Regions from separate parts of the Sus scrofa genome. Here regions 1 and 2 are each linked to region 3. Evidence: chromatin contacts called from public HiChIP or PLAC-seq and promoter capture Hi-C data. All regions are on one chromosome and are shown on one strand. Each heading gives the region's core, a stretch centred on a gene start, on an enhancer-like site or on the middle of the called end of the contact. The rest is flanking DNA. Distances are from core to core; before and after follow the strand shown.

The links. Promoter capture Hi-C pulls out the DNA fragments that hold promoters and counts their contacts. HiChIP or PLAC-seq counts read pairs in DNA pulled down with a chosen protein or histone mark.
Region 1: an H3K27ac HiChIP or PLAC-seq map of alveolar macrophages shows a contact between it and region 3. The contact joins the promoter of ADM here to the promoter of WEE1 in region 3. A contact is called at or near these places in 2 of 5 promoter capture datasets (fetal skeletal muscle and liver), 3 of 47 Hi-C or Micro-C datasets (embryonic fibroblasts, heart right ventricle and skeletal muscle) and 1 of 2 datasets of contacts at active chromatin or transcription factors (alveolar macrophages).
Region 2: a promoter capture Hi-C map of liver shows a contact between it and region 3, with 4 times the contacts expected there. The contact joins the promoter of RNF141 here to the promoter of WEE1 in region 3. A contact is called at or near these places in 1 of 5 promoter capture datasets (liver) and 1 of 2 datasets of contacts at active chromatin or transcription factors (alveolar macrophages).

The regions. Positions count from the first base shown.
Region 1 is chr2:49,230,188-49,233,087 of Sscrofa11.1, forward strand. ADM (adrenomedullin) reads right to left here and starts at 1,334. Exons shown (of 4, transcript NM_214107.1): 1 at 1,209-1,334; 2 at 646-764; 3 at 340-489; 4 at 1-133. The coding sequence starts at 743. LOC100525978 (a long non-coding RNA gene) reads left to right here and starts at 1,766. Exons shown (of 2, transcript XR_301768.3): 1 at 1,766-2,900.
Region 2 is chr2:48,983,916-48,986,819 of Sscrofa11.1, forward strand. RNF141 (ring finger protein 141) reads left to right here and starts at 1,604. Exons shown (of 6, transcript NM_001252196.1): 1 at 1,604-1,639.
Region 3 is chr2:49,892,907-49,895,808 of Sscrofa11.1, forward strand. WEE1 (wee1-like protein kinase) reads right to left here and starts at 1,603. Exons shown (of 11, transcript XM_003122982.4): 1 at 745-1,603. The coding sequence starts at 1,320.

The sequences.
Region 1 (2,900 bases), core at 84-2,583, 660 kb before region 3:
GAACTGGTAGATCTGGTGCGCCAGCTTCTGCACGGTGCACGTCCCAAAGCGACAGCCGAAGCTCCGCAGGCCCTGGAAGTTGTTCATACTCTGGCGGTAGCGCTTGACTCGGATGCGGGCTGCATCCGGAATGCTGGAGAGGGGAAGGAAGGCAACGTGAGACCCCCATCAAGCAAGTCTTTGGCCCCCGCCACCGAGAACGGAGCCTTTCTAGGACCAGAGGGAGCTGGAAACTGCTACCTCTATCTGAACTGCCATACAGCCCTGATGATCCCCAGGGGCAGGGCAATGGAGGAGGGTTCTTCTTGCCCACCCCGCCTAGGCGTCTGGCATAGTTACCTGGCCTGGGGGCTGCGAGAGGAGCCCTTCACATCCTGGGGCCGAATGACAGTCTGGGCAGGCCCGGCCTTCAAGTCGGCGATCCCGGTGGGGTAGCTGCTGGACAGCCGAAGTTCTCTTTTTCCACGACTTAGAGCCCACTTATTCCATCTAAAAAACATAAATAGACTTGATTCGCAATTGTCCAGGCGAGGTGCTGGCCGGTCCCCGCTTCTATTCACTTCTAACCCCTCTGGCACCAATGGTCAGTTCCCCTTGTCTTGCAGGTACCAGAACTGGGGAAGGCGCTGCCCGAGCGAGACTCACTTCTTTCGGAACTCTGCCGCCACGTCGAGCCGAGCTGTGTCAGCGCCCAGGAAGGCGAGCGAGCCCAGGTACATGAGGGCTACGGGAACCAGCTTCATCCCGGCTGAGATGTGCAGACCCTGAGATAGGAGAGAGAAGAGCCGAGGGTGAGCGCCCGGGCCCGCCGCACCGCCGGGCGGGGCACGGAGGCGGGCGGGGGACCCCGGCGCGGGCAGGCTCAGCCCGCGCTCTGCCTGACTCAGACGCTTATCTCCCCGGGGCGCAGAGAGGCGCCAGCGGCATTTGCACCCGCCAGGCGGGTGACAGGCCCCGCAGGGGAGGCCACTGCCCCGCGCCAGGCTCCCGGAGGTTCCCCTCTCAACTTGTCGTAATTTGCCTGACAGAGCAGAGGGGACTGGGTTTCTGGAGTTTCAACTGTATCCACAAGCTGGGCGTGGGATGGGGGATGCACCCAGCAGAGGACCCTCCAAAGTGGACAGCACTCCTCACCCAGAGCTCCCAGTCTCCGGCTTGGGCAACCCCCACCCCCACCCGCTTTAACCCGCTCCGCTTTTGGTGCTTACCTGCTAAGGGGGTGATCTGCCAAGATTTGGGAAGATGAAGTCTGAGACGTCCCTCTGGCAGTGGCAAAACCCCGACGTCCAAGCTGTGGTAAGAAACTAGAGGTGGCAAGGCTCGAGCTGTTCCGCCTCAGTGTCACCAAGAAACCACTGAGTGGCCGGCTCTCGTTCCTCGGCTTTATAAGAGCGCAGGGGGCGGGGCCTAGGCTGCCCTCGCGCCCTCCCTTTCTTCCCTTGGGCGCGCACTCTGCAATCAGGCGCGCGCATTGCTTGCTTGAGGGTACGTGCTTTGGGTGGGGGCGAGGTGGGGGGCGTCCCTCATACCGAGAGGGCTCAGAGATGAGCTCCAGGAGATAGGTGCAAGAACTGCCCCAGCCCTGACTCTCCCTGCACGGGGTTCAGACTTTAAGCCGAGCCGAAGTGAGGCTGTACAGCCTCTTGAGGTCCTTACCCAGGACCTATGCAGCCAAGAGTGTAAGGTCTCCTGACACAGAACTTCAAGAGCCAGCATACGGTAGCACGCAGATGACTTGAACCCAGGACCTTGGGAGCTGTGCCCTCTAGTGGACCGCGCCCCCTGCCGGCTCGGCGCCTGACCTGGCCGCGACCCTAGACGCTCCCAGAGCCTCAGGGGCAGGGCACACACAGAGCACAGCTGAGAGGAGGGGGGCTTGCCAGTGGCGGAGACTCCGGGGTTCTGGAATGGACTAGCAAGATTTCGCAATAGGGGCAAGGCTCAGAAAGACTGATTTGACAATTGGGATTTAGAGAGGGGAGTTATCTGAAGTTTCAGAATTTGCGTGCCTATTTGGAAATTTAGGAATAACCAAAATTAGGAGGAAGAATAACCTTTTCGTCCCCCCCCCCAGTAATCCAATTATGCCTTATAAGGTTACAACCTGAAAGTTTGCCTTGCTGCCCTCGAAGCCTACGTTCACCCCTTGTAAACGTGAGAATTTACTGCCAGGGAGCACACTAATGCTTCATGAATGTTAATCGCTTTACAGTTTACAAAGCATGGCCACATCCTGATCTTTGATCCTCACACCTACCCTTGAGTTAGATGAGGAAGGTAACACCGATTTTCTACTTGGTGAAATGAGAAAATTAAGATTCACAGGGGGTCTCATTTGCCCAAAGTCACATCAAAGGTGGTAAGCAGTAGTGTCCTGGACTCACTGGACTGGGGCTCAGCGTGAATTTTTCTAGGCTGGGGTCATCATGCCATCAAAGGGGGTTGGAGAGTCCTAGCTCCCGCCCAAGGATTTTGCCTGTTCATGATGAATCACCCCCAAGCCTGTTTTGTCACCCGTTTATGCTCTTCCATCACTGCTTCTTGACTTCACTTTCTCATTTAGCTTCTGGGGTGGAATGGGGGAGGGGTTGCACTCCGCCTCCTGGGCTCCCTACTTCTTGCAGGAGGGCTTCTCATGTCCTATCACCCACTACTCTGGATGTAGGTCCATGAAGCCCAGGGCCTAAACTGAGAAGCAGAGAGAGCAGGTCCACTGGAACTCTGGACCAGCTTCTAAATCTCATCCTGTGTACATGGGCAAATCACATCTCTTCTATAATTTCACTGTGTACATGGGCAAATCACATCTCTTTTATAATTTCCTCATTTACAACCTGCCCCTGGTAGATCTCTAAGCTTCCTACCTGCTCTGCCATACCGGTTCTGAGAATCCGTGCACA
Region 2 (2,904 bases), core at 354-2,853, 910 kb before region 3:
TCGGAATTTGAAGCAGAGAAAGATTTATTGCAAGGCCTTTCAGTGATATGGGTAGCTCATGCCTTAAAAAAATGGAAATTTTCCAAGGCTTTCAGCAACCCCCTTTTAAAAGCAGGCTGAGGGAGGGGCATGATGAGTTGTTGCAAACTTCTTGGTGTCTGGATCCTTTGTTTTTGTAGCTGTCCATGTAGGTCAGGTCACGATGTTCCTGTTTTTCTCTGTTCAGGTCAGGTCGTGGTCAGGTTATCTGCATATTTCAAGCTATAGGCAATATTCTTTTACAAAAGGTGCAGAGCATGACTAAGCACAGGCAACAGACCTAATATGGAGTCAGATTTGTTCTTCCGTTATTGCATGTCAGGTTTTGCCCTGGTTGTCAGGGAGACAATCCTCAGTACCCTTTCCATAAGGTATAAAAAGGAGTACACAGACACATGGACCTGGCCCTAATGAAGTCTCACCCAGGCAATTTAGAACAAGAGTTAAAAGCGCAGGATCAGAGTTCAGTCAGCTTGGGTTTGAATCTGCTTCTGCTCCTTACTGATTGATCGTGGAAAACGTAATTGACTTTCCTGCTTCTTCAACTGTAAAATATAAGTGTTAAGAATACCTACCTCATGGGATTGTTGTGACGATTAAATGAATTCATGCGTTCAAACTACTTAGAACAGAGCAAGGCATGTAGTAAACTGTCTACACATGTCTATTATCAGAAGGCAGGATTAGTTCTTTACAAGGTAAATCAACAAATGACAGGGGGGAGGATGAATGTGGAAACAGGAACAAGCATAAACAGTAGTTTAATTTAGCTGCTAAGCATACAGGCAACAGGGTCAATACCAATTCCTGGAGTTAAACCTTTGCCTTGCTGTTTATATACGGAGTGAACTATTTAAACAAGAGCAATGCCTGTAAAGTGCCTAGTAAAGTATTTAGTACACAATAGATGTTTAATAGAGAGTAATTATTACCTACAAATGTTCTGAAACGCCAAGATTTGGCCAACATAAGTTCATAATAATAATAGTTGCCATGTATTAGGCTTACAATTTTGAACCTGTACTTTGTATTCTCTTTCACACTTCTTAACCTAGGTAGGTGAGCATATGGTCCCTTTTCATGATAAAGAAACGAGACGATATTTGTGTAGCTATACCAGTGGGAGGTTGGAAGCCTAAGTAGTGGCTTGCACTACAACACTCGACCAAACCGGAGCTCGCAGTGCCTTTGTCACCAGCTGGGCTTTTGCTAGGGAGATGGGGCCAGGAGAGGCAGCAATCTGCCAGGCCGCAGCCATGGCCGCCTCATGGAGCCTTAGCCACGGGGAGCCTGCCAGGCAAGGCCTCTCCCGCCGCCACTAGGTCACGGCACCCTTCTCGCCTTTCGCCGCCACCGCTCCCTCTCGGATGGCCTCTGGGCCTGGCCTGGAAGGTGTTCAGAAGAAGGGAAGCCAGAGATCCTGAGCCGAACTTTGCGGAGGAAGGTTGAACACTGTTTCCAAGCAACGCGCTGGAGGCGGGGCTTGTGCGTCACTGAAGTGCGACCAAGTAGCGGACCTAGCAGCCCCGCCGCCCGTGGGGCTGAGCCGCTGGCTGGGGCGGCGCCGCAACTGCCGGAAGCGGGATGCCTTGAACCTGGGGTGAGCTCCGCCTGTCGCCGCTTCTTTTCCCAGCCTCTCTATCACCCTCGGTACAGGAGTAGAAACATAGGCCAGGCTTTGAGTGCCGCTCCGGGCTTCTGTAGGGAAACAAACCCCACCCCGTCGCCTTTTCTAGGCCTCGGCTTAGGACTGGCGCAGTCTTTCTCACTTTGTTTGTAGTAGCTGGGTGTGGAGGTGGCTTTTCCCGTTGTGAGGGGGCGGGTGGTGGCGTTGGAGGGGCGGGGGCGGGAGAGAGCTTTTCTTCCTCGAGCGCGGACCCGCTTTTGAATATTGGCGCCGGTGCAGTCTGTCCGCCAGTGGAGGCAACTGTTGGTCGTAGCGCAGGTGCGCTTGAGGAAGGGTGGTGGTGGGAGGGTGGCGGTTGTGTTTAGTAAACGCCCTGGTGGGGCTGGAAACTGTGAGCCCACAGCGCACTGGACACCCGGTATTAGAAAGCCTTGCCTGGGCTCGGTCTCCTTAACCTGCCTTCCCTTTCTAAATTAGCTTAGACTACTCTTCTTCCCAAAGGTCTGGCCTTGTCGAACCAGCTGCCGTGAGACCCGAAGTTTGCTTGTTAATGGTGGTACTAATTCCTGGAAAGGAAACTTTCTGTTTTCGTTTTTGAAATGATTTATTTCAGTTGTTTTTATTATGTTACAAAATGTAGGTTTATTGTTATTGTTCAAGTTTATCCCCAGTCCCATTAAAATTGTAGTGTACAACCATATTCTGACCCTGTCCTGTTTCACAGTGCCAAATGATTCAGTTATCATCTCTGGCGTATTTTTAAAGAGGCATTGACACTTCCTATGGTTTATAATTCTTTTTTTTTTTTTTTTTTTTTTTTTTTTTGTCTTTTGCCTTTTTAGGGCCCCACTAGCAGATATGGAGGTTCCCATGCTAGGGGTATAATGTGAGCTGTAGCTGTCGGCCTGTGCCACAACATCGCCGGATCTGAGCCATGTCTGAGACCTACACCGCAGCTCACAGCAGGGCCGGATCCTTAACCCACTGAGGGAGGCCAGGGATCCAACCATGCCCTCATGTATGCTAGCGGGGTTAACCACTGAGCCAGGACGCGAATTCCCCTATGGTTTATAATTCTTAGCTCTTGTGCATGAAATGATTCTTTTCCACCACCTTCCGCCCATTTTTTTTTATTATAAAATGAGCTTCCAGTTCTGAATTTCTTCTGGAACATGAAGTGCCCCGGACAAATGATTCTGAATTTTCACCTCTGTATTGAAATCACTCCACTAAAAAGT
Region 3 (2,902 bases), core at 353-2,852:
ACAGTTGGATGTTCCTAATCAGGACACTTAGGGTAACCAAACTTGGGCAGTCCAAACTCGAGAGTATAAAGAAACGCTTACCCAATAAATATTCTGTCCGTAAGGAGGCTTAAAGGCTACCCTGAGTTATTTACGAGTCTTTAAGACTGTAAAGGCTTGAAAGCCAGCCTTTTCTCCCAAGTCGAAGTGCAGTCTCCCTCCGTATCTCAAACTTTCCCCCATAAGACCACCTGACACAAAACGATAAGCGCATGATTTTTTTTTTTTTTTCAACCGAACTCCTGCGTGCGCCGCCCAAATTACAGGACCGATCACTGCGTTTAAAAGGCACCAGATGGCTGCGGCGCTCGGGAGTGTCAGGTGGCCGGGCCAGCACCACTCGAGCATCCTTCCAAACCACGTTATCGGTGCTACACTCCCGGCTGCCGTGCTCGGGGCGGCCCCGACTGCGGGCGTTAAATCGTCAGCCACCTGGACGGCGCCGATCAGCCCTTTGAAAGATGAAGAAGTTCCAGACGAGGGCCATTGTTCAGTTACATAATCTTTAACGGACAACTGCTGGGCAGGGCCCCAAAGAGGGGCTGCCAACTTTTTTGTTGCGGCGCAGGAGAGAGAGCGGGGGTGCGGCCAGGCGGTTATGTAACTGAACCCGGGCAGCGCCGCGCTCGGCTCCCAGCGCCGCGGCCTTTTTAAAAGGCTGGGCCGGCAAGGGCTCGGGCTGCTCGGGCCGCCGCGTCCTCTCACCTTGGGGGTATGCGGCGTGTCGAAAAGCCGCAGCTTGCGGAAGGTCTTGTGCGGCGGGGTGCCCGGGTGGTCGGGCAGCGGCGAGCAGGGCCCCTCGGCCGCCCTGCGCGTCGCGCAGCCCCGCGGGGACGCATCCCCCGGGCCGCCACAGCGCACGGGCGAGAACGAGCTGCCCAGAAAGTAGGCGGCCGCCGGGGACTTGACCGGCGACGAAGAGCCGAAGCCCTCCTCCTCCCATGAGTCGCCCTCGGCCCCGCCGCCCGCCGCGTCGGCGCCGGAGCAGGCGCCCCGCAGCAGCAGGTCCTCCTCCAGCTCCCCGGGGCTGCCGGGGGCCGGGCCGGGCGAGCGGCGGCGCTCGGGCCCGGCCTCTGTGGGGCTCCGCGCAGGCGGCAGCGGCGAGTCGGGCTCCTGAAAGGCCGAGTCCTCCCCTGTGCTGTGGCCGCTGCCTTCTTCCTCCTCTTCTTCCTCCTCCTCCTCACAGTCGCTGCAGGGCGAGAAGATCAGTTTCTGCCGCAAGGTGCAGGAGGCCCCAGCGCGGCGGGGCGGCGGCGGCTGCTGCCGGCTCAGGAAGCTCATCGCGCCCCTAGGGCCGGGGCGAAGGACCGGAGAATCGGGGCCCGCGGAGTCCAGGACACTGCCGGCCCAGGGGGCGGGTCCGCCACGTGCGACTGGGCGCGCCTAGCGGCTTCGGCGGCGGGCCTGCGCGGCGGCGGCGGCGGCCTGCGGCTCCGGGACGCTCGGGACGGCGGATGGTGGGGGCGGCAGCGGCGCGAACTGTCCGGCAGCGGAGGGGCGGCCCGGGCGCCGAGGCTGGGGTCTCCGCAGGTCCAGCCACAGGTTCGGGCTCCGCGGCTTCCCGCGACCGTTAACCACGTGAGTGCCCAGCCCACCAATCCCCGCCCAGCTCAGGGTTTGAAAAAAATGGAGGGCGCGACGTACCCCGCGGGGGAGGGATCGGCTACGCGATTTTGGCGCGAACTCGCTGGCTCCGCCCACCCTGCTCGGCGCCCAGCCAGGCCTGGGCGGGCGTGGCGCCGCGGGCCTATGAGCGAGCGGGATCACTCGAGCCGCGGGTCCGGAGCCGCCCGGACCGGGCCAAGGTGGAGCCGAGGCCGCCCTCTGGGTGGGACCAAGGGTGAGGGCTTGGCTAGGCTGATCCCAGCGCGGCCCTGGACGCGTTCGCCGCCCGCAAGGCTTCCGCGAGTCTGGAATCGGACGGGCGGCGAGAGAGCGCCTCTGGGTCCCGGCAAGTCTGGGCGAGCGGGGGACTGCAGTGGCCCTCGGGCGCTGTCCCTGGATACCAACCTACTGCCCCGCGTCCCTTTGGTGCCGGCCCCTGAGGCAGTGTGGGCGTGGCTGTGGGAAGTCACGTTCCCGGGTCGAGGTCTCTCAGGACAGTTCTGAACTGTAAACAAATTGGTTAGGGGGACACCAAAGTCAGCAGGAAGGCGGACACTCGAGTTCTCCAGGCGAGGTCACCAGCTGCGGGGCAGCCTCTGAGCCTCAGCTTCCACCCCAGAGTGGCTGATAGGGTCCAGTGTGTCCATAGGGAGTTGAGCGCCCCCAGGCTGTGGTCCCCTCAGATGTCCCGGCTCCCGCAAATTGTCCACAGTAAATAAAGCCGCCCCAAGTTCGGCCGTAAGCACAAAACCGAGCGCCCACCACCAGGCCACGCTGTTTATATTTGTTTGCCAGCTCATGGGCAAGTGTTGGCAAAATAGAATGGCTCAGCTCGCTGCAAACTTCAAAGGGACTTGAGAAAATTTCTCTAGCACCACGTTAAATTGTGATTTACTCCATCCCTTACTGTCACACAGAGAAGATTCCAACAATCTTTTACTTGTCAATAACCCCATAAAGAATATTCTTCCTCCTTGCGTTTTTTTTTTTTTCCTGTGTTTTATTTTGCCGTTTTTATTCTTTAGGATTGCTGGGTCAAAGATATAAACTGCCACACCGCTCTTCAGAGAGAAAAAAATTACGTTCTCACTAGTATTGGCTTAGAATACACCCTTTGTGAATTCTGGACATCAGTGGATAACATTCGTTAACGTGGGTTTTTTTGTTTGTTTGTTTGTTTGTTTTTATGGCCACCACACCCACGGCATATGGAAGTTCAGGCGTCAAGGATTGAATCCCAGCCACAGCCAAGACAGTG